Linked DNA regions of Mus musculus: all the other regions are linked to region 6. The links are chromatin contacts, called in public promoter capture Hi-C maps. All regions are on one chromosome and are shown on one strand. Each heading gives the region's core, a stretch centred on a gene start, on an enhancer-like site or on the middle of the called end of the contact. The rest is flanking DNA. Distances are from core to core; before and after follow the strand shown.

What was found. Promoter capture Hi-C pulls out the DNA fragments that hold promoters and counts their contacts. Capture Hi-C pulls out chosen DNA fragments and counts their contacts.
Region 1: a contact with region 6 is called in a promoter capture Hi-C map of liver, with 6 times the contacts expected there. The contact joins the promoter of Aoc2 here to the promoter of Cnp in region 6. A contact is called at or near these places in 2 of 39 promoter capture datasets (liver and pre-B cells).
Region 2: a contact with region 6 is called in a promoter capture Hi-C map of liver, with 4 times the contacts expected there. The contact joins the promoter of Rpl27 here to the promoter of Cnp in region 6. A contact is called at or near these places in 2 of 39 promoter capture datasets (liver and pre-B cells) and 1 of 9 other capture datasets (liver).
Region 3: a contact with region 6 is called in a promoter capture Hi-C map of liver, with 4 times the contacts expected there. The contact joins the promoter of Cntd1 here to the promoter of Cnp in region 6. A contact is called at or near these places in 1 of 39 promoter capture datasets (liver), 1 of 115 datasets of contacts at active chromatin or transcription factors (pancreatic cancer cells) and 1 of 9 other capture datasets (adipose tissue).
Region 4: a promoter capture Hi-C map of liver shows a contact between it and region 6, with 3 times the contacts expected there. The contact joins the promoter of Aarsd1 here to the promoter of Cnp in region 6. A contact is called at or near these places in 1 of 115 datasets of contacts at active chromatin or transcription factors (pancreatic cancer cells) and 2 of 9 other capture datasets (adipose tissue and liver).
Region 5: a contact with region 6 is called in a promoter capture Hi-C map of liver, with 3 times the contacts expected there. The contact joins the promoter of Rnd2 here to the promoter of Cnp in region 6. A contact is called at or near these places in 1 of 39 promoter capture datasets (liver) and 1 of 9 other capture datasets (liver).
Region 7: a contact with region 6 is called in a promoter capture Hi-C map of pre-B cells, with 5 times the contacts expected there. The contact joins the promoter of Vps25 here to the promoter of Cnp in region 6. A contact is called at or near these places in 4 of 39 promoter capture datasets (the C10 cell line, liver and pre-B cells).

Annotation. Positions count from the first base shown.
Region 1 is chr11:101,323,755-101,326,984 of GRCm38.p6, forward strand. It overlaps Aoc2 (amine oxidase, copper containing 2 (retina-specific)), which reads left to right and starts at 1,309. Exons shown (of 4, transcript NM_178932.1): 1 at 1,309-2,929. The coding sequence starts at 1,339.
Region 2 is chr11:101,440,671-101,443,611 of GRCm38.p6, forward strand. Rpl27 (ribosomal protein L27) reads left to right here and starts at 1,575. Exons shown (of 5, transcript NM_011289.3): 1 at 1,575-1,786; 2 at 2,053-2,135; 3 at 2,831-2,941. The coding sequence starts at 2,055.
Region 3 is chr11:101,277,474-101,280,499 of GRCm38.p6, forward strand. Cntd1 (cyclin N-terminal domain containing 1) reads left to right here and starts at 1,730. Exons shown (of 7, transcript NM_026562.2): 1 at 1,730-2,007. The coding sequence starts at 1,833. It overlaps Coa3 (cytochrome C oxidase assembly factor 3), which reads right to left and starts at 1,475. Exons shown (of 2, transcript NM_026618.2): 1 at 1,241-1,475; 2 at 497-979. The coding sequence starts at 1,454. The coding sequence ends at 867.
Region 4 is chr11:101,415,830-101,418,823 of GRCm38.p6, forward strand. It overlaps Aarsd1 (alanyl-tRNA synthetase domain containing 1), which reads right to left and starts at 1,604. Exons shown (of 12, transcript NM_144829.1): 1 at 1,521-1,604; 2 at 1,274-1,405. The coding sequence starts at 1,559. Ptges3l (prostaglandin E synthase 3 like) reads right to left here. Exons shown (of 7, transcript NM_001357574.1): 7 at 2,985-2,994.
Region 5 is chr11:101,466,656-101,469,529 of GRCm38.p6, forward strand. It overlaps Rnd2 (Rho family GTPase 2), which reads left to right and starts at 1,520. Exons shown (of 5, transcript NM_009708.2): 1 at 1,520-1,784; 2 at 2,278-2,365. The coding sequence starts at 1,683.
Region 6 is chr11:100,573,555-100,576,533 of GRCm38.p6, forward strand. It overlaps Cnp (2',3'-cyclic nucleotide 3' phosphodiesterase), which reads left to right and starts at 1,385. Exons shown (of 4, transcript NM_009923.2): 1 at 1,385-1,514; 2 at 2,682-2,979. The coding sequence starts at 1,512.
Region 7 is chr11:101,252,243-101,255,054 of GRCm38.p6, forward strand. Vps25 (vacuolar protein sorting 25) reads left to right here and starts at 1,465. Exons shown (of 6, transcript NM_026776.5): 1 at 1,465-1,565; 2 at 1,789-1,934; 3 at 2,701-2,754. The coding sequence starts at 1,513.

The sequences.
Region 1 (3,230 bases), core at 59-2,558, 750 kb after region 6:
CCTTCCTGGTGATACCCTGAGCTGCCAGCAGAGGCTGCTGTGGTTATGTGTGGGACCAGCAGCTCGGGCTGACCCTGTCGATCCAGTCCTTTTCCTCCATACCAGCTTGCCTCTACATACATACATACATTCATACATACATACTTACTTCATACATACTTTTTTGAGGGAACTCCTGGTATTGGTTTATACTGACCCACAGTGCTCATAAGAGGCTTACATCCCTCTAAAATAACATGTCCTCACTTCCCTCCTGACAGTGAGACTCTTCATTGTCTATAGAGGTTTAAGGTCCCAGTAGGGGAGGGGCATCTACTCTATTCTATCCCAGAGTTTAGAGCCACTAGCTACCTGCTCTGCCTGCCTGCCTCCCTCCCTCCCTCCAGGGTTACTAAGCACTTGCTGTGTAAGGCTACATTTTAATCAAAAGCACTCCACAGAATACTTTTATGCTTTTTATATATTTATTCGGTTTTTTTGTTTGTTTTTTAAAGACCCTTCTCTGTGTAGCCTTGGCTGTCCTAGGACCGCTCTAAAGACCAGGCTGGCCTCAAACTCAACAGATCGGCTTGTCTCCTGAGTGCTGGGATTGAAGGCATATAGTACCTCTCCCTGGCTATGCTTTTTATTTTTTAAGGCAGGGTATCACCTAGGTTGACCTATAATTCACTCATGTAGCTTAGTTGAACTCTCAGCACTCCTCTTGAGTGTTGGTATTATCAGTATAAATGACCATGCCTCATGCGCCTTCATAGGGAAGAAATTCAGGATATGTAGCCCCTTTAAGGCTACATAACTTGGACTGGATCATTGTATAGACCTAAACACAGCTCAACCTCAACCAGTCGTCTCTCTGACTGGATAGAGTAAGGCCTGGGTCTCCCAAGTCAGGCACTCATTAGGTCCCAGGTAGAGCTGACTGCTCATTGCTGAGTTGGGCGGTGGGTCTGGGAACTGGGAATGTAATTCTGCTAAGAGGTGTTTTGTTAGTACTTGTGTGTTAGACAGGGAAAGGAAGGAGTGTGTATCGAAACTGCCTTCTCAGGTAGTTCAGCTCCATTACCCACCCCATCCCTCTCACCTGTTCTAAATGATGACACGTAGTAGTTAGTGACCATTGGCAGTCAAAGTTTAGGGACAGGAGCAAGCTATGTAATGTCTTGAGCCAGAGCACAAGACAGAAAATTGGAACAGAACTACATAAAGCACGATCAGAGATTTCCTGTCCAGCCCACAGGGTGGAGTTTAGTCCATTCCTCTCCATCATCCTGAATATAAGCCTGCCACAATGTCAGACACCGATGAGCTCTCAGGACGGGGGGAGCTTCAGTGCCAGCCATGAATCTCAAGGTGCTGCTGCTGCTTCTGGGGCTGTCTTTCCTCACTGTCTTTGCTCTGGTCTATGTCCTGCTGACCAGGCAAGGCAGTTTCAGCCAGTCTCCTCGATGCCCTTCCATACCTCCCAGAATTCATCCCTGGACACACCCTAGCCAGAGCCAGCTGTTTGCAGACCTGACCCCAGAGGAGCTGACAGCTGTGATGAGCTTCCTGACCAAGCACCTGGGGCCGGGGCTGGTGGATGCAGCCCAGGCTCGACCCTCGGACAACTGTGTCTTCTCAGTAGAGTTGCAGCTGCCTGCCAAGGCTGCAGCCCTGGCCCACCTGGACAGAGGGGGGCCCCCACCTGTGCGAGAGGCACTAGCCATCATCTTCTTTGGTGGACAACCCAAGCCCAACGTGAGTGAGCTGGTGGTGGGGCCCCTGCCTCACCCCTCCTACATGCGGGATGTGACTGTGGAGCGCCACGGCGGCCCCCTGCCCTATTATCGGCGCCCCATGCAGAAAACTGAGTTTGTTCAGATATGGAGGCATTTGAAAGAAGTGGAGCTACCAAAGGCACCCACCTTTCTGGCTTCTGTCTTGAACTACAATGGCTCCACCTTGGCACCTTTGCATTCTACTGCTAGTGGTTTCCATGCAGGCGATCGAGCTACCTGGATAGCCCTCTACCATAACATCTCAGGTCTTGGAGTGTTCCTTCACCCTGTGGGGCTGGAGCTACTGTTGGACCACGGGGCCCTGGACCCTGCCGACTGGGTAGTCCAACAGGTCTTCTACCTTGGGCATTACTATGCAGACTTGGCCCAGTTGGAATGGGAGTTTAAAGTTGGCCGCCTAGAAGTGATTCGGGTCCCTCTACCCACACCAGGTGGAGCTTCCTCCTTGAGGCCTAGAGTCACTCCAGACCCTCCTCTTCCCCCTCTTCAGTTCTCACTTCAGGGTCCCCAGTATAACATACAGGGAAACTCAGTGACATCTCCCCTCTGGACATTTACCTTTGGTCATGGGGTGTTCAGTGGCTTAAGAATTTTTGATATTCGGTTCAAGGGTGAGCGTGTGGCTTATGAAGTCAGTGTCCAGGAGTGTCTGACAGTTTATGGTGCTGATTCCCCCAAAACAATGACGATCCGGTACTTGGACAGCAGCTATGGGCTTGGTCTCAACAGCCGAGCTTTGGTTCGGGGGGTGGATTGCCCCTATCAAGCCACAATGGTGGACATCCATGTACTGGTGGGCACGGGGTCAGTCCAGCTGCTTCCAGGGGCTGTGTGTGTATTTGAGGAGGCCCAGGGACTGCCCCTTCGAAGGCATCATAATGGCATCGGGGGTCATTTCTATGGTGGTTTGGCCAGCTCAAGCCTTGTGGTCAGGTCGGTGTCATCAGTGGGCAACTATGATTACATCTGGGACTTTATGCTACACCCAACCGGGGCCCTTGAAGCTCGTGTCCATGCCACGGGCTATATCAACACAGCCTTCATGAGTGGAGGAGCTGAAAGTCTCCTCTTTGGGAACCGTGTGGGAGAAAGAGTGCTGGGAGCGGTGCATACACACGCTTTCCACTTCAAACTGGACCTTGATGTAGCAGGTGAGTTCTTAGCCTGAGCCTTGAAGGCTGGGAATGGGGCACAGGGCAGGAAGTCCCCAAATCAAGGAGTGAGCTCAGAAAGGTTCAGGGGGCATTCTAACCCCTCTGGGTATGGGAAGGGAGAAAGGATTGAGTGCAGCTGCACTCACAACTGGGTGTCTGGCCAAAGGGGAAAGGGGTTCTGCTAATTCCTACCCGCTGAGCCCCTCCCCCCCAGATTTGCAGTTGTAAAGCTAGTTTAGTTTAAGTATAATGACTGGGCCTGGCTGCTTTAGCCTTGAGAGGGACTCTGGGGAATGGA
Region 2 (2,941 bases), core at 325-2,824, 870 kb after region 6:
GGCTTAGAAGTGGAGAGCACTACTGCTCTTCCAGAGAAGCCCAGTTCTCTTCCTAGTACCCACATCAAATGGTTCACCACAGCCTGTAACTCCAGCTCCAGGAGATCCAATGTCTGTGGCCTATGTGGGCATCATATTCTCACACATACCCACATATCAACATACACATAACTGAAAATAAGTCCTTTAAAATGAACTGAAAAGGGGGCTGGTGAGATGGCTCAGTGGGTAAGAGCACCCGACTGCTCTTCCGAAGGTCCAGAGTTCAAATCCCAGCAACCACATGGTGGCTCACAACCATCTGTAACAAGATCTGACTCCCTCTTCTGGTGTGTCTGAAGACAGCTACAGTGTACTTACATAAAATAATAAATAAATCTTTAAAAAAAAAAAAAATGAACTGAAAAATATTGAAGTAATAATAAATAGGGGCTGGAGAGATGATGGTACTTAGAGCAGTTTCTGCTCTTGCAGAAGATCTGCAGAGAACCCAGGCTCAATTCCCAGCACCCACACAGTGACTCACAATCATCTGTAAAACCAGTTCCAGGGCATCCAACATTTTCCTCTGACCTCCTTGGAGAATAGACACTCATCTTGGTGCATATACATACATGCAGGCAAAAAAGCAAAATACTCATACAAAAAAATAAAAATAAATCTATCGAGGCCAGCCTGGTCTACAGAGTGAGTTCCAGGACAGCCAGGGCTACACAAAGAAACCCTGTCTCAAAAAAAAAACCAAACCAAACAAAACAAAACAAAATCTAAATCTCAACATATATGTGTGTATATATATATATATATATATATATATATATATATATACAAATATATAATATATATTTTAATTTAAAAATATATTTTAAAAGCTAGGAGTACCACATGCTTATTGTAGTCAATATCTGACATCATCGGGTTGAATGTTGGAGATAAGGATACTGTCTGATCTTTTCCATTTTTCATTTTTCATCTAACTGTGCGCGAGGAGGTCATTTTGTTTCTTTTTTTTTTTTTTTTTTTTTTTTTGGTTTTTCGAGACAGGGTTTCTCTTTATAGCCCTGGCTGTCCTGGAACTCACTTTGTAGACCTGGCTGGCCTCGAACTCAGAAATCCGCCTGCCTCTGCCTCCCAAGTGCTGGGATTAAAGGCGTGCGCCACCACGCCCGGCTGTCATTTTGTTTCTTATGGATAATAATTTTAAATTATTTAAATTAAAATAAATTGTAATTTATTTACCTATGGAAGACAGAGTCTATGTAACCTACGTTGGACTAGAACTGGAACTCTTGTCTCAGCCCCTCAAACGATGGGATTACAGGTTTATGCAGCACACACACACACAAACACACCCCCGCCCACCACTGACACACACACACACACCCACACCCCCCCACACACACACCCCCGCAAAGCCCGGTCTTACAAAGCAAAACTGTGAATTTCAGACTCTGTCCTCCTCCTAGTGGCAGAGTAGGGGACTACAGCAATGAAGGGGACAGAACAGAGCTCACATTCAGGTGTCATCCTCGCTCCTCCCTCCACACGCCGGAACCGGAACGCTCTGTTCCTGTCTGCTGCTCGTGCTGCTAATAAAGCTTGGTTCAAAAACGCAGTGCCCGACCCTCCCTGACGAGCTCCTTCCGCCAACAACTTTGACCACCAACCGTGGGGCATGGCTGGGCCTGGGAGGCGGGACAGGAAGTGAAGCCACCTCTCCGTAAGGTGAAAGGTTAGCGGAAGTGCCCTCCTTTCCTTTCTGCTGGGTGCCGGCTGCCTGCTGTCGGTGAGTAAAGGCCTGGAGAGGGTCTTGCAATCCGCCGCCATCGCGGTCCCGGGGTCGGGTTGCTGGGCTCATTCGGACTCTGAGCCTCTGGCGGCTTCACGGGGAGTCGCATCCCTCGAGCAGGACCTCCGGGCCGCGTGGCGGAGTCGGCAGCGGGTGATCTAAAGTCGCGGGCCTACGACCGGGGCTCGCAGGTAGACGTCGGCTCCGGGGCCTTCCGCTTTACACACTTGTGAGCGGCTCCTTCCTTGTCTTTGTCTCTGCAGAGATGGGCAAGTTCATGAAACCCGGGAAAGTGGTGCTGGTCCTGGCCGGACGCTACTCCGGACGCAAAGCCGTCATCGTGAAGGTACCAGACCCCCGGGGCTCTTGAGACTGCTTGCATGTGCGGATTTCGGCTGCTGGATAAGATGAGCCGGATGGGAATTTAAGATCTGTCCTAACAATAGGCACTGGCGAATGCATAATGGGTAGTAATGGTGGCCACTGTGTATTGTACATATTACAGCTGTGGTGTATAGTTCTTGCAGTAACTTAATTTCCGGCACTAAGGTTTCGAGGTGTTAAGTTACTTAAGGTCAAAGTAATGGGTGCTGCAGGCAGCTGAGAGGATGTAGGATGGGAGACACTACTTACACTTAGAGAGCATCCCCTGGGTGTGTTTGAGCGTTTTGCTACTTGCCTCTTACCAGTTTTATAAACCCTTGTGGTCCTAGCCACAAGACCACTGGCCTCTCCAGCTTCCTGCTCCTGTCATTTAGCTAGAACCGGTTAGTTAGGCTGCCCGCTTTGCAGTCTGGGCTTTAACCTTAACTAGCTTCATGGGGGAAGGTGTTAGGGGTCACTTTGAGTGTTAGCCTTGATGGACTTCTAAATCTCCTTGTGACAGGAGTCAACACTGGCTAACTCAGAGTTACTGTCCTGTTGACTCTTAGCATTAAAGGAGTAATCTAGAGATGTGGAGGGTGTATTCAGTAAACATAGTTTTACTAAGATGGGGCCGAAGCAGTAACGTGACTTTTCTTTTTCCCTTTTCTCGTCTAGAACATTGACGATGGCACCTCGGACCGCCCTTACAGCCATGCCCTGGTGGCTGGAATTGACCGCTATCCCCGGAAAGTGACAGCTGCCATGGGCAAGAAGAAGATCGCCAAG
Region 3 (3,026 bases), core at 480-2,979, 700 kb after region 6:
GAAGGGTGAGGAACTCGAAGCCATTCTCCTCTCACAATGGAAGGCAGGATGGAAGCGGCCCAGCTTTCTGGCTTTTTGCCACCAGGTCATGAGGAAACTACATGACCAAATGATCCAATGGCCAAGGCATGATCCCCTCCAGACCCCACCCTAGGCCTGTATAGGCAGGTACCAGTAAATGTTAAAAGAATGAAGTTACTCCTTGCTCATCCTTCACCTACCAAGCTAGAGACAGGAAAAGGCCCGTGCCATTAAGAGTCTGTTCTTGAAGGCAGAGAACAGAAGAGTGACCTTCTTCTACCCCCTAAGACCTGGGTCAGTCTCAAACAGTCCAGTAATCTCTCCCTTAAATCAGGTGGAAAGATCTCACGGAAAAAGTAATTCTAGTTAAACATTTACAGCTCCCTGGGGCAATGCCACCGCTGCAGCTAGTGCCAGGGAGCTTTCCAGCGTGAAGTGCCATATGTCTCTCTGCCCCCACACACTAGCTTGGCTTCGGGAGACATGACTCATTTTATTACTTTAACTTGACCCTATCTTTCCCACTTTAAGGTTCCAACGCTGCAGTTAAGCCACACCCTCCCCCTTAAGAGTCGGGGCCCCTGGGAGGTGAAGGGGTAAACCACAAAGTTTGGGTAAAGGCAAGGTTGCATACCTCTCAAACAAGGAAATAAAAAGGGCTGAGTAACTGGACAAACTGCACGTGAAGTGAGCAATCCCCCCCTTGGCAGCGGCCAAATGCATAGTCTCTGGCTTCTTGGGCTCAATCACACAGTCCGACGTTAGTGTGCCAGTGATGCTGTAAGACCACCAGGCATCATTCAACATATACAGGGGATCCAGCAGTTTGAAGATGGTCCATACAGTTAGGGTCCCGAAGCTCGCTCTCTCTCAAGAGCACGGGCTCGGGCAGCTTTGGCTTCATCTTCCAGCTCATCAAGGAAACGCTCTTGGGCCACCGAGTAGAAGGTGTAACCATCTGACGGAGTGGGTTCAGGAAACCACAAAGCACATGGGCATTCCTTTCGTCTAGCCACCCTTGCTGTTTTCCCAAATTAATGATTTTGGATTGCCACCCTTTTGCTCCTTTTGAACCCTTAACCAATTGTTATTACTAAGCCAATACGCGCTGCGTATATATAGTAAGATTAGGCATGAACCTCATTTGCCCGCACATTAAAAGCTACACGTCTTGTTCCCTTTTCCCTAACCCCATATGCGGTATAGCCAGGACGGATACAAATAGCTAACACCAGGGCCCCGATGCCCAGGCCGGTCATGATGTTCCGGGTCCGCCGCTGTGGCAGTGTTTTCTGCCACTGGGCAAGTTGCACCTGCCGCATAAACTGCAACTGCGCTGGGGTCAATTTCTCCCGCGACGGGTCGATGCGCTGAGCGAATGGAGCATTTCCATTCTTAGCATTCAGAGGGTCACCAGCTCCAGGGGCCGCCATGTTGCTGCTCCGCCCTAAGCCGTCAAGCCCGGAACTCGCCAGGAATTGTAGTCTTTGACTTCAGCAAGGAACTCTGGGAGCTGTAGTCCACGTGGAGTTTTCTGGGTAGAGGCAGGGTCTCTCCGCCCTAGAGGAGGGACAGGAAAGGTGAAAAGCGCCCTGCTTTCTGATTGGCTGAGCTCTCTGTGTCAGTTGGGGCGCGAAAAGCTGTTGACCGTTCGAAGCCGTGGTGGACATTATGTTTTTTCTCAGATTCGAAGCGAGGGCAAACATATAGAAAGGGAAGGAAGAATCCAAGGTGTGGCAGAAGATTCTGGAAATAAGCTAAGGAGGCCAGTTTATGGATCCCGTAAACTGTCCAAGTACTCCGAAAGACTTATGAATATGGAAGGACCCTTGAGGCCCAGGCTGGTGAACTGTAGTGACTTTCAGTTCGGAGTGGTTACCACAGAGACTATCGAAAACGCCCTGCTTCACTTGGCCCAGCAGAACGAGCAAGCCGTGAAGGAGGCTGCGGGACGGACGGGCAGCTTCAGGGAGACCCGGATCGTGGGTGTGGATGCAGAGTGGGGAGTCAGGTTTACGGGAGGCAGGGGAGCGTTGATCTTTGTTTTTCACTCAAATATTTTGCTAGTACTCTTGTTGTGCGAGGTCGTGGGGCTTATAAGCGATGAACGAGGCTTACTAGCACTCTTTTTTTTATTTCTTAACCCCCACTTCCCTGCACCACTCCCCACGTGCCTTTTTTTATTTTTATTTTTAAAGACAAAGTCTCACTGTGGAGTCATGACCTGGAACACTCTCTGTAGCTTAGGCTGGCCTGGAATTGACAGATGTTCTGACTCCCAGATGCTGGGATTAAAAGCACACGGCATCATGGGGAGTCCCCCCCCTTTTAAAATTAATGTATGTCTGTATGAGGGTATCCAATCACCTGAAACTGAGGTTATAGACAGCTGTGAGCTGCCATATGGGTGCTGGGAATTGAACCCTGGTCCTCTAGAAGGGTAGCCAGTGCTTCTAACTGCTTGAGCCATCTCTCCACCACCAGCCCCCTTTACTCTTCTTTCCATAAACGTGTTTAGAGTGCTTATCATTTACATTGCCTGGTATAGAAAGAGGGAACTGCAATCTAGCCATTGCTCTCAAACTATGTAGTCTTTAGGTGGGAATTGTTAACATATGAGCAAGTGGATACAAATAACGGTTAGAGTGATTGACACAGAGAATACAAGCTACTATGAGAATTTAAAGGAGTGGTAAGATGAGGTCCAGGGATTGAATGATACCATGAATAAAACTTGGGAAAACAAGAGGGAGGCTGGGAGCGGAGGGTTTAGTTGTCCAGGTTGACCAGAGCATATGGAGAAGCAATAGAGAGTAAGGCCAGGAAAGTAGTTTGGAGACATTCCAAGCAGAGGTCTGAATGTCTGTCAGGGGAGAGAACTTTATACTTGTTTTAGCAGGAAAAAAGAAGAATTGAGAATTATAGGCAGTTGTGAGCCACCTGATGTGGGTGCTGGGAATTGAACCCAGGTTTTCTGGAAGACCTGCCAGTGCTCTTAACTGCTA
Region 4 (2,994 bases), core at 354-2,853, 840 kb after region 6:
GTATTATAAAAAAAATTAAAAATAAGAAATAAATAAGAAAGCGCAGGGCAGTGGTGGCGCACGCCTTTAATCTCAGCACTCGGGAGGCAGAGGCAGGCAGATTTCTGAGTTCGAGGCCAGCCTGGTCTACAGAGTAAGTTCTAGGACAGCCAAAGTATACAGAGAAACCCTGTCTCGAAAAAAACAAAACAAAAAAGCAAAAACTGAAGCTTGGCTGGGCGAGGTGGTGCATGCCTTTAATCCCAGCACTTGGGAGGCAGAGGCAGGCGGATTTCTGAGTTCAAGGCCAGCCTGGTCTACAAAGTGAGTTCCAGGACAGCCAGGGCTACACAGAGAAACCCTGTCTCAAAAAAAGAAAAAAAAAAAAAAAAGAAAAAAACAACTGAGGCTTTCCCCTGGTCTACCAAATTCTTCCTTGCCTCCGATCTTGCACAGCTTGCTGGTTTCCTGAATGGAGTCTATACCTTCCTAGACCCTCCAAGGCCCTCTGTTCCGAAGCTCTGTTCCAAATCACTGTTCCAAAGCTCTCTAGCTTGTCCTCAACATGCACAAGCTCCAGCACTATCCCACCGCTTTGTTTACAGTTAGGAAGATTCTTTCAGGCTTCACTGTCCTTGTCTATGCCATCAACCTGGCTGCTAAGAAACTCTCCCAGAGCCCCCACTCTGGGTGGCACTCTCTTCTTCTTCTTTTTTTTTTTTTTGTAAACTGTAGCTAGGCTCTCCATCAAAGCACTCAAAAGGTCTGCTCTGAAAGGCACCGCCCCTCTTCTGAATTCTGGGAGGAGCATCTTAGTGCCTGTAAAATGCTTCGTGTAGATTTCCATCTCAGGGCCTTTGCACAGCTCTTCTACCTGAACTATTTCTTTTGCCCCAGAACCACTAAATAGCTACATTGGCTCATCCCTTCCCTTCACAGACAACTACCAAGCTGTCCAGAAGGCTCTCTACAGAAGAGAGCATCCCACCACTCTTTCCCTTTACCCAGCTTATTTCTAGGGACATTATCATTACTTATACCTGGCATACCGGGCTGTCTGCAACAAGCACTCCACGTGTATTTGGAGGTACTGTCTTGTTCAGTCTCTCTTCAGCGCCTGGAATATGACACACTGCCTGTGTCTTACCTACATAAGCATATGCTGAATGAATAATGCATTGAACTAACGCCCCTGGATTTACTGAGGCTGAGAAAGGGCGAACGCATTTTTCTGCAGGAGCGAACTGGAATGTGGGTTCCGGGGAGGGGGTCCGGCTGAGGCTGCTCCTAATACCTGTCCCCCGCCCTCGGGGAAAAGCAGCGTGTCTTCCAGAACCACATGGAATCCGCTCAACACTTCTTTCTTGCCGCCGCTCGCGTCCGTCTGCAGCTCGGCGGGACTACAGGAGACCACGGTGGTGGTGAACTGCGCAGGGAGAGGGGTGCGAGCATTATCCCTCTTACGCCGAGACTGGAGCCTGCAGCCACCCTCCCTCCCGATGCCCCCCTCGGTCTCAGGACCCTCGCCCACCGGTCCGCACCTCCCGTGCGTAGCTGTCGCGCTGACACAGGAACGCCATCGCGGTCTCCTAGGCCGGAGAGACCCGCGCGCGCAGAAAAGCCGGGCGGCGGACGGAGAGCGATGTGGGACAAATTTTCTTAAGCGTTACCGCGCTCGGCACGAAGGGGTATAGTGTGCCCAAATTTACTAAAACTGCCAACTGTAGGTGTTCTATGCTGTTTTGCCACCGTTTTGAGTCTGGAAGACCACAAAACTAAATACACAACTGGAGCTAAGACGTTCTTCAGCTCTTGGGGCCTTGTGATTTGGCCAGCAGAGGCCCTGTGGCATAAAGGTGGAAATGAGAGGGGCTGGACATACACAAGACACATATGTTAATATTTTACTTAAAACCAATACCCATAATATTTCATCATGTAACTTTTTTAAACTGAAGGGAAGAAATTTAACTCAGAAACCTATGATTTATGATAATTTCTATTTTTGGATGGTGGTGGTGTTTTGAGAGAGGGTTTCACTGTGTAACGTCCTGGCTGTCTTGGAACTTGCATTGTAGACCAAGCTGGCCTCGAACTTAAAGATATCCTCCTGCCTCTACCTTCAAAGTGCTGGGATTGAAGGCATTCATCACGACTGCCCAGCAATAATAGGCTAAGTGGATTTTTTTAAAAGATTTATTTTTATTTTATGTATATGAGTACACTGTAGCTGTACTCATGAGCCTTCATGTGGTTGTTGGGAGTTGATTTTTTGGTTTTTTGTTTTTTTTGGTTTTTTGAGACAGGGTTTCTCTGTATAGCCCTGGCTGTCCTGACTCACTCTGTAGACCAGGCTGGCCTCGAACTCAGAAATCCGCCTGCCTCTGCCTCCCAAGTGCTGGGATTAAAGGCCTATGTCACCACTGCCTGGTGGGAGTTGAATTTTTAGGACCTCTGCGCACTCAGCTTAACCCTATAAATAAGTAGACTGTAGTTGTCTTCAGACACTCCAGAAGAGGACATCAGATCTCATTAGAAATGATTGTGAGCCACCATGTGGTTGCTGGAATTTGAACTCAAGACCTTTGGAAAAGCAGTCAGTGTTCTTCTTAGCCGCTGAACCATCTCGCCAGCCCCGATAATTTGGATTTTTTTTTTTTTTTTTTTTGGTTTTTCGAGACAGGGCGTGTGTGCCACCACGCCCGGCGATAATTTGGATTTTTTAAATATTATTTTTACTTATGTGTACACCAAGTTACAGGTGGTTGTGAGCCACCTGGTATGGGCACTGAGGACCAAACTCTCATTTTCTAAAAACAAACAAACAAACAAACAAACAAAACACTTCACACTCTGGTACAGGAAGCTAAAGGGCCAGGCGTGACAGGGACCTCTGTGGGTGAGCGGTCTCTGTAACACCTTCCCACTGCAAAGTGGCCACAAGCTCTGCAGAGAGAAGGGGCTTTCCACAGAGAGGGGAGAATACAGGAAGGGAAGGGAAGGATCATTCCTAGA
Region 5 (2,874 bases), core at 270-2,769, 890 kb after region 6:
CAGGCTGGCCTCGAACTCAGAAATCCGCCTGCCTCTGCCTCCCAAGTGCTGGGATAAAAGGTGTGCTCCACCACGCCCGGCTTACTCACTATGTTCTTGCAGTGGCAAACTACAAGCATGAGAACCTCTAAGACAGGGTCTCACCATGTAGCCAGGTCTGGCCTGGAGCCTAGAAGGTGCCATGAATACAAGGCTGGCTCTGCCTCCGGAGTTCTGTGGTTAAAATGACATGTGCCACCACCTCCCTTTTCTTTCACACTCTCTTTTCCTTTTGTTGGAATTGAGGATAGAACCCAGAGCCTCATGAATGTAGCTCTACTCCCGAGTTACATCTCTAACTTAAACTTAACAGTTTTGGGTGTTAATGCTGTGTGTCTGTTTACTTTTTGTAAAACAGCGATGAGATTGTGTGCTTTAGTTACCTTTACACGGTTATTCAAAACGAGATAACATTAAAATGAACATCTTCGACTTAAAGAAGAGTTTTGTTTGTTTTGAGACAGGATTTCTCTATTTAGACCTGGTTGACCTGGAACTCATTATATAGACTAGAGTGGCCTCAAACTCAGGGAGATCTGCCTGCTTCTGCCTCATGAGTGCTAAGACTGAAGGCGTGCAGCACCATGCCCGGCTAAAGAAGGATTTTTTTCACTTATGTATGCATGTATGTATGTATGTGTATTTATTTGTTCATTCATTCATTCATTCATTCACTTTACATCCCGATCACAGCCCTCCAAGCCCCTTTCTCCATCCTCTTCTAGGCAAAAGATGTCATGCAAATGGCGGTTTGCTTATTGCTAGTCTGAGATGAGGCTGAAATTGGCTTTGGGGCTTAGCTCTGGCCCAGCTTAGCTGTCAAAGGATTCTAGCTTCCTTAGCCTTCCCTTTGCTCTTTCTACCAAAACATCCACCAGAGGACGCAAAAGCTCCCCTAAAACTTTCCACTCAGTACTTGGCTAGAGGAACTTAGTCCATGCTTCTAGGTTGGTCACAGGCCTAGATCCCGCCACCCGTCGTTATGGAGATAGAAAGCTATGATGTCACTAATGTAGGGTGGGAGTGCTAAGGTCCGTACTTCCATTTCCCTAAGCTCTGTCTGGACCCGAGAGTGGAGGAGGGAGACAAAAATCAAAAATCCTCCCTTTCCTAACATCTCACGCCCCCCTGTGTTCGGGAAATAGATTGCTGCCGCCGCGCGTGTCCGCCGCACTAGCACACCTGCGTGCACGCGTGGGCACACAGAAGGCTCAGGCCTTGCGCCCGTGTATGGAGCTTCGCAGCTGACCCTTCAGAACTTCGCCCTCGGTCAGCCCAGCCTCCATGCCCGAGGAACTCAAATAAACGGGGCTCGCTGGCCACAAACCCTCAGGCGCTCCTGGGGTCACAGCTGCGCGCTAGAGTCTAACTCGGGTCCCCCTCCCCTCCTCCCAGGCCCCGCCCCGTCCCGAACCCCGCCCCTCGGCTGTGCGGGTGGGAGGCGGGGCCAGAGGTGCGGCCCGCGGGCTAGGGGCGGGGCGGAGGGGGCCCGCAGCCCCGGGCGGGGGCTCGGCGCGGGCCCGCGAGATGCCGGTGTCGGCGGCCCGAGAGGCTGCAGCTGCAGCGGCGGGGGAGGAGGCGGCAGAAGCGGCGGCTGTGCCCGGGAGGGGGGCGGCGTGGGGGGCCGGCGCGTAGCCGGGACCATGGAGGGGCAGAGTGGCCGCTGCAAGATCGTAGTGGTGGGGGACGCGGAGTGCGGCAAGACAGCGTTGCTGCAGGTGTTCGCCAAGGACGCCTACCCCGGGGTGAGGAATTGGCGTCTGGAGAGAGGGGCACCGAGGCTGCGGGGAGTGGGTTATAGGGGCCCCGGGGGCCGCTGGAAACCGGTACCAGGGTAACCAGGGAGGAGAGAAAGAGGCTCAGAGGAAGGGAAGGAGGCGTTGGGGGGTCTGAAAGGACTGCAGAGGATTGGAGTGGAAGGAATCAAGGAACGCGGTGAAATGGATGGGGCTTAGGAGCATCAGAGGATCCGGAAGGGCGCTCCGGGAGAATGACTGAGGTCCCGGGCATCCGAGAGAGAAAAAACTAGGGGCTAAAGGGACCCGGGAAGGGGGGTTATCTGAGAGTCTAGCTAGGAGGTGGAGGCAGTAGCTCCCCGGATCTTCCCTTAGCCCAGCCTCAGACCAACTTCTGTCTAGGGACTGAGCTGGACCGGGTGTCGAGGGAGGAGGGCAGTTGTCAGGGTGAGTGAGTACTGGAGAGCAGCTCTCTCTCATTTTGACCCATCCGTGTCTGCAGAGTTATGTCCCCACGGTGTTTGAGAACTACACTGCCAGCTTCGAGATCGACAAGCGCCGCATTGAGCTCAACATGTGGGATACTTCAGGTAGCCAAGTCCCTCGGGGTCACCCTGACGGCGGCCAAGGTCCCTTCCTCTAGCCCCTCCCTTGGCCAGAACCTGAGATTCCAGGTCAGCTCAGACATCCATCCAGTTTTAGAGCAGAACATCAGTTTCTCTTTTGAGCCAGGGAAACTGAGGCAGAGTTTCTTAGGCCTGACAGAAACCACGTAGGAAGTCTAATATCGGCCCTGCAGCTGGGTTCTGCTTACCCAAGGAACTTGGAAAGAAATGATTTATTTTGGAACATGTTTCTTAGGAAATAGGACTGGGTTTAGGAAAGCTATTTAGAATTACTGGGGTGGGGGAAGGTGGTGGAAAGTAGTTTTTTTTTTTTTTTTTTTTCTTCCTCTAGACTGAACTAGAGTCCCAGGAGAACAGGAGCACTGGCTCCCTGTCCTTGCTCCAACCTCATGGGAAGGGTTTTTATTTTTACTCCGTTCCCTGGAGGACTTTAGAAGATGTGTCATCAAAGCCCAGAAAGCACGCACAAAATT
Region 6 (2,979 bases), core at 135-2,634:
GAGGGAGTTGGTTTTCTATCATTCATGGCCTAGAAGTTCAACTCAGGGTAACGTGGCCATGTTAACAAAGCTATATCTCAACTGCTCCTGAGAAATTATATATAATTATATATCCGTTTGTTTTGTTTTGTTTTGTTGAGACAGGGTGTCTCTCTGTAGGCCTGGCTGTCCTGGAACTCACTCTGCAGATCAGGCTGGCCTGGAACTCACTGAGATCTGCTTGCCTCTGCCTCCCAAGTGCTGGGATTAAAGAAAAAAGTGAAAGTGAACAATGTCACCACGTCCTCGAAGCTAGGATGCACTTGCCTAGCTTGCAGGAACCCCAGCATCTTAAACAGCTGACATGTTCTTGTATGTATGAATTTCCAGCAAGAGGATAAGAAGTTCAAGGTCACCCTTTGTTACATAGAGAGTTTGAACTTAGCCTGGGTTACATGAGATTCATCTTTAAAACAAACCTTTTTTGGGGGATATCCAGCAAAGAAGACTGCTTAGACCCAAGCGGAAGCCAATAGAAAGTCTTTATTAGCCAGCCCCTCAGCCCCTTCACTAGACTTTTTTTTTTTTTTTTTTTTTTTTCCTGAGACAGGGTTTCTCTGTGTAGACCTGGCTGTCCTGGAACTCACCCTGTAGACCAGGCTGGCCTTGAACTCAGAAATCCACCTGCCTCTGCCTTCCAAGTGCTGGGATTAAAGGTGTGTGCCACCACCACCCAGCACTTTTCTCAGGGTAGGCTTTTAATCATAAAAACCACATCCTGTGTTGACACACCTAAGTCAGAAGCAGACTATAGGAGCCAAAAATCAAGGTTAGGACATTTAGGGCCTTTCCCAGAATTATGGACTTTGATGAATTAGGTCTTTGTTTTTGTTTTAGGAGGCGGTGATGCCTATCGGCCTGGTTTCGTGGCCTGAATGGTACTTCCTTCACATGTCAGTTGTGATAAGGTCTATGAGCCTGTTTCAAAATTTTAAACTATCTGACTGCACCCATTTCATCCCAGCCTGCCTGGGAACCCAGGAAAGGCAACTGCCTCCTGTTTTAAGAGTTCATCTCTCTCCTGGTGATGTCTTTAATCCAAGCACTTGGGAGGCAGAGGCAGGCAGATCTCTGTACCAGGCCAGCCTGATCTACATGGTGAGTTCCAGGACAGTCAGGGCTACATAGTGAGTTCCTGTCTCAGAGAAGGGAAAAAGTTAAACTTTAACTTTTAAGGAACAAAGAGGTGGCGTGGCGGACTCTTTCTTGGCATTGAGAGTCCAGGTGTGCTTTTACTTTCTGCCAAGGCTCAGACCGCTGCTTCCTGGCACTCAGGTTTCCATTCCCCGGGGGCGCGTGCGCAGAGGCTCGGGCTGACCCCGCCCTGTCCGCGCGCCCCGCCCCCAGGCTATGAAAGGGACCCTGCGTGGGGGGGCCCCGGACACCCGGAGACGCCCGTGTCCCTCACGCAGGCGGGCGGCCCCGGAGACATAGTACCCGCAAAGGCGGTGACGGCGGTGCGCCCACTCATCATGGTGAGCGCAGCGCGTGCGTGGGGGCCGGGGCGGGAGAGAGGCTAACTGAAAGCGAGATTCTTGGGGATGCATGGGCAGAAGTAGTTTGCAAATGAGGACACCAGGTTCCGGAGTTGAAGTTGCCTCTGGGTCCTCCAAGGCAGCCCTAAGGCAAGGGGCGCGAGCGGGGATATTTTGGGGGAGTCTTAGTGTCTTTGGAGAAGGAAATATCGCCGCAGGGAAGTGAAAGTCGATGCTCCTTGGCGACACCAGCTGGCAAATGGGTCTGGGTAGCACCAGAGAGTGCAGGGCTGTTGTGGAGCCCGCGCTGGGAGTGGGTTCCTGCACAAGGCTATAGAGAAGCCAGAAGCCAGCTAAATTCTCAGGGGCGGAAGCCGTTGTAGATGACAACTGAAACCGCTATGTCTTGTTTTTGTCAGAGAGGTGCTGCTAACACACAGCAGAATAGGGGGCACAGATCTCTGAATACAGGTGCCCTGTGCCCTAATCCTACAGATTGGGGGAGGGGGCGCACTGAGAGAGCAGAGGAGGAGGTGGTTGTGAATATGCCCTTTGTCCAGTGCCCTCCTGCCCTGCCCCCCACCAGCCCTCTGTGGGACCATTGTCCCCCTATACCCAGACAAGAGAGTATTATCTGTTGGTGCCATTGTTGGGTGGAGGGAGGCGGTCTTTGGGTCACCCTCCCCTGCCCTCACCCTCCTCTGCACACTCAAGAGAGCCAAGGCAGCTGTGGCTTTGCCCATACATAGAGCCCCAGGCCTCCAAACAGGACATCCTTAAGAGGTGCCAAGAATATATAAGTTAGGGCTGACAGGGAGCCACAGGCACTTGCTGCCCTTGCGTGCCCTGTCACCAAGGTGTTCTGAGGGGGAGCAGAGAGTGATCCTTGGAGCCAGAGACTAAGAGGTTAGGTAGCTTCAGAAAGATTCCCTCTACCTTACAACCCAGCTGTTGAAGATACTGAAGGATCTACTGCGAGGAAGAAAATCCACCATTCCCCTCCGGGGAAAGCATCCACCATTCAAGGGTGCTTTAAGTTAGGCTTGGGGATTCCTCAACTGACAAGCGGTCCCCCTCTGGGAGAACTCGGCCAGAGACTAGGGTGTGGTGCTTGCGGGCTGGCTTTGAGGAGCCGGGGCTGACATCTCCTCCTCCCTTCTTACACAGAACACAAGCTTTACCCGCAAAAGCCACACATTCCTGCCCAAGCTCTTCTTCAGGAAAATGTCATCCTCAGGAGCAAAGGAGAAGCCAGAGCTGCAGTTCCCTTTCCTTCAAGATGAGGACACGGTGGCTACCCTCCACGAGTGCAAGACGCTATTCATCCTGCGCGGCCTGCCGGGCAGCGGCAAGTCCACACTGGCTCGGCTCATCCTGGAGAAGTACCACGACGGCACCAAGATGGTGTCCGCTGATGCTTACAAGATCATCCCTGGCTCTCGGGCAGACTTCTCCGAGGCGTACA
Region 7 (2,812 bases), core at 215-2,714, 680 kb after region 6:
AAACAGACCATGGACACAGCACACACATGTAATCTCAGTTCTCAGAAGGTTGAGGCAGTGGGATTAAAGGCTGAGCTCTGGGATAAAGGTGTGCTCAGCTAACATTTTTTTTTTCTTTTAAGATTTATTTGTTTATGTATGTATATGAGTACACTGTAGCTGTCTTCAGACACACCAGAAGAGGGCGTCAGATCTCATTACGAGTGATTGTGAGCCACCATGTGGCTGCTGGGATTTGAACTCAGGACCTTCAGAAGAGCAGTCAGTGCTCTTTACCTGCTGAGCCATCTCACCAGCCCTAACATTACTTTTAAATAGAAATAAAGTGAGCTACACAGAAAGGGAGGGAGGCATGATGATAGTGATATCCGGAAAGAAATTGAAAAATTGAGGCAACACGTTACTTGTAAAGGAAGAATGGCAGTTTTGAGTTCAAAAGGCAAAGGAAGAAAAAATGGGGAGGAGCTTTGGAGCTATGAATTAAACATTGTGACAGAGAGAGATTAAGGGATTCTCACAATAATTCTTCAGGGAACAGAAAGATAGACACAGGCGGACTATTTTGAATGAGGATAACAGGGAATCAATGAAAACAGCCCAGCTTCTTCTCGCTCTTTAAAGGTGAGCATCTCCTAGCAGCCCAAGGTCAGCCTTCTTTTCAATACACCTTTTGTTTAGTGCTCTTATCCCTTAAATGGGTTCATATTGCATGTCAGGTCAGAAGACTCCCAAACTTGTATTTCTAGATCCAACAAGGCTCCCCTGAGAGTCCAGTAGTGAGATTAGTCAGCGAGCCCGGGACTCAGTAAACATGTTCTGGTTGGTCTTCAGCAATTTTCCACAGCTCAGCAGTGGAAGTACTGTTGGGAGAATGGAAACAGTAATTCTGGTTTGGGAACTGACCCGTAGTTTAGGCAGGCAAAGGGACAGATCTGACTAGTGTAGGCTGGGTATGAGTCAGATGAAGCCAAAGGGATTCCAAGTCTGGGGTCTAGAAAGGAAGAGGTTAAGAGCTAAACGTTAGTTTTGATTCTTTGAAAAAAGCAATAAGTTTTGATTCTTTGAAAATCGCGTATAGCGATGCAAACCACACAATATGCTCCCATGATCCTACAGGAAATTTAAGAGTGAAGTCAACCTGGGTGGGAATGCAGGAAATTTCGGCATCATGAGTTTAAATTGGCAACCGACACGAAGGTGAAGCCTCCAGATGTGGATTCTAACTTGCGTTCGGCTGACCTCGCAATTTGCAGAGGGAAACTACGTGTCGTCGTCCCCCCCCCCCCCCCCCGCCCCCGTTTCCCTCTGTTTAAGCGACAAGACCCAGAACTCCTGCGCTTCATGTTGAAGTTTTTCTTTAGACAGCAGCAGATTGGTGACAAGAACCGTTCCCATCCCACTGCGGCGCCTCCCGAGAGGAGTCCGGAACCTTTCTGCTGTGCTGTCAGCCCGGACATGCTGAGGCGGAGACCGGAAGCCCCTTGTCGGTTCCGGGTTTTCTGGGCTACTACGATGGCGATGAGTTTCGAGTGGCCGTGGCAGTACCGCTTCCCGCCCTTCTTTACGTGAGGCTCAGACCCTGAGAAGCCCAGTGTAGCTCCCTCCCGTCCCCGGGGCCCAGGGCTCAGCCCTGATGATTCACTTGGGGTTCCGGGGGAGACGGGAGCTGCCGGCCGCCTTCCTGTCCAGCCAGCCCGTCACTGTCTCCCCCTAACGTGCTGCTAGGCTGGTGCTGCTGCCGCCCTCTTCCACGCTTTAATTCCTCGTCCTGCTCCCTTCGCCCGGCAGGTTACAGCCGAACGTGGACACCCGGCAGAAGCAGCTGGCCGCCTGGTGCTCTCTGGTTCTGTCCTTCTGCCGCCTGCACAAACAGTCCAGCATGACGGTGATGGAAGCCCAGGAGAGCCCGCTTTTCAACAACGTCAAGCTACAGCGTATCCTCCCTCAGGCTCTTCCATAGCCCACCCCCAGCCCCCACACACACGCACTCCCACACTTTTCTACATGCCCAGACTGCATCTCCCCACCTCCCTTTACCCACAGTAGGCAGGCTTCTATTCAACCTGGACTTGGGAAACAGCAAAACTAAATGGCAGATAATCATTTTATATGCACTTTTGCAGGCAGTGCAAGCTCCCTTTACCCTAGTTAATGAGTGCTGGGGTCTTTAAGTCCCAAGCTTTACACACTGGACCCTTTAAAACTATTTGAATCTCCTCTCTGTGAGCCTCAAATCCCAAACCATCTTTAATAATTTTTTTGACTTGCCCCACCTCTCCCAGGAAGTGAGGGTCATTTATTTTTGCTCTCTGATTCATAGGTAAAATTTGTGGAGAAAAAGGCACAGAGAATGAAGTAAAGGGTAACACCCTTTATTTTCTAAAACTCTTGCCTTTTATTTGAGACCTGATCTCTATAGCCCAGCCCAGCCTTGGACTGGTGATTCTCCTGTGTCCATCCCATAAGAGCTGGTATTACAGGCCTGTAACACACTTTGCTAGTTCTTCCTTCTAACTGGAAGTTTCTTTTTACCTCCTTTTCCAGAATATTGAGGAAATGCAAACATATCTTCTTCAAAAATTGCATGTATGTATGGCAGGGAAAGGAGGGGGCTAGATCATTCTTTATCGTGGGCCGAACTCCGAAAATGTTTTATTTAACCTAATTTACATGTAGGCCATTCCCTTAACCTTAAGCCAGGGAAACTTCCTGTGGAGTCAATTCAGATTGTATTAGAAGAACTGAGAAAGAAAGGTGGGTTCAGTTCTCAGATACCTGTTGGTTTGTTTGTCTGTTTAAAGATATATTTATT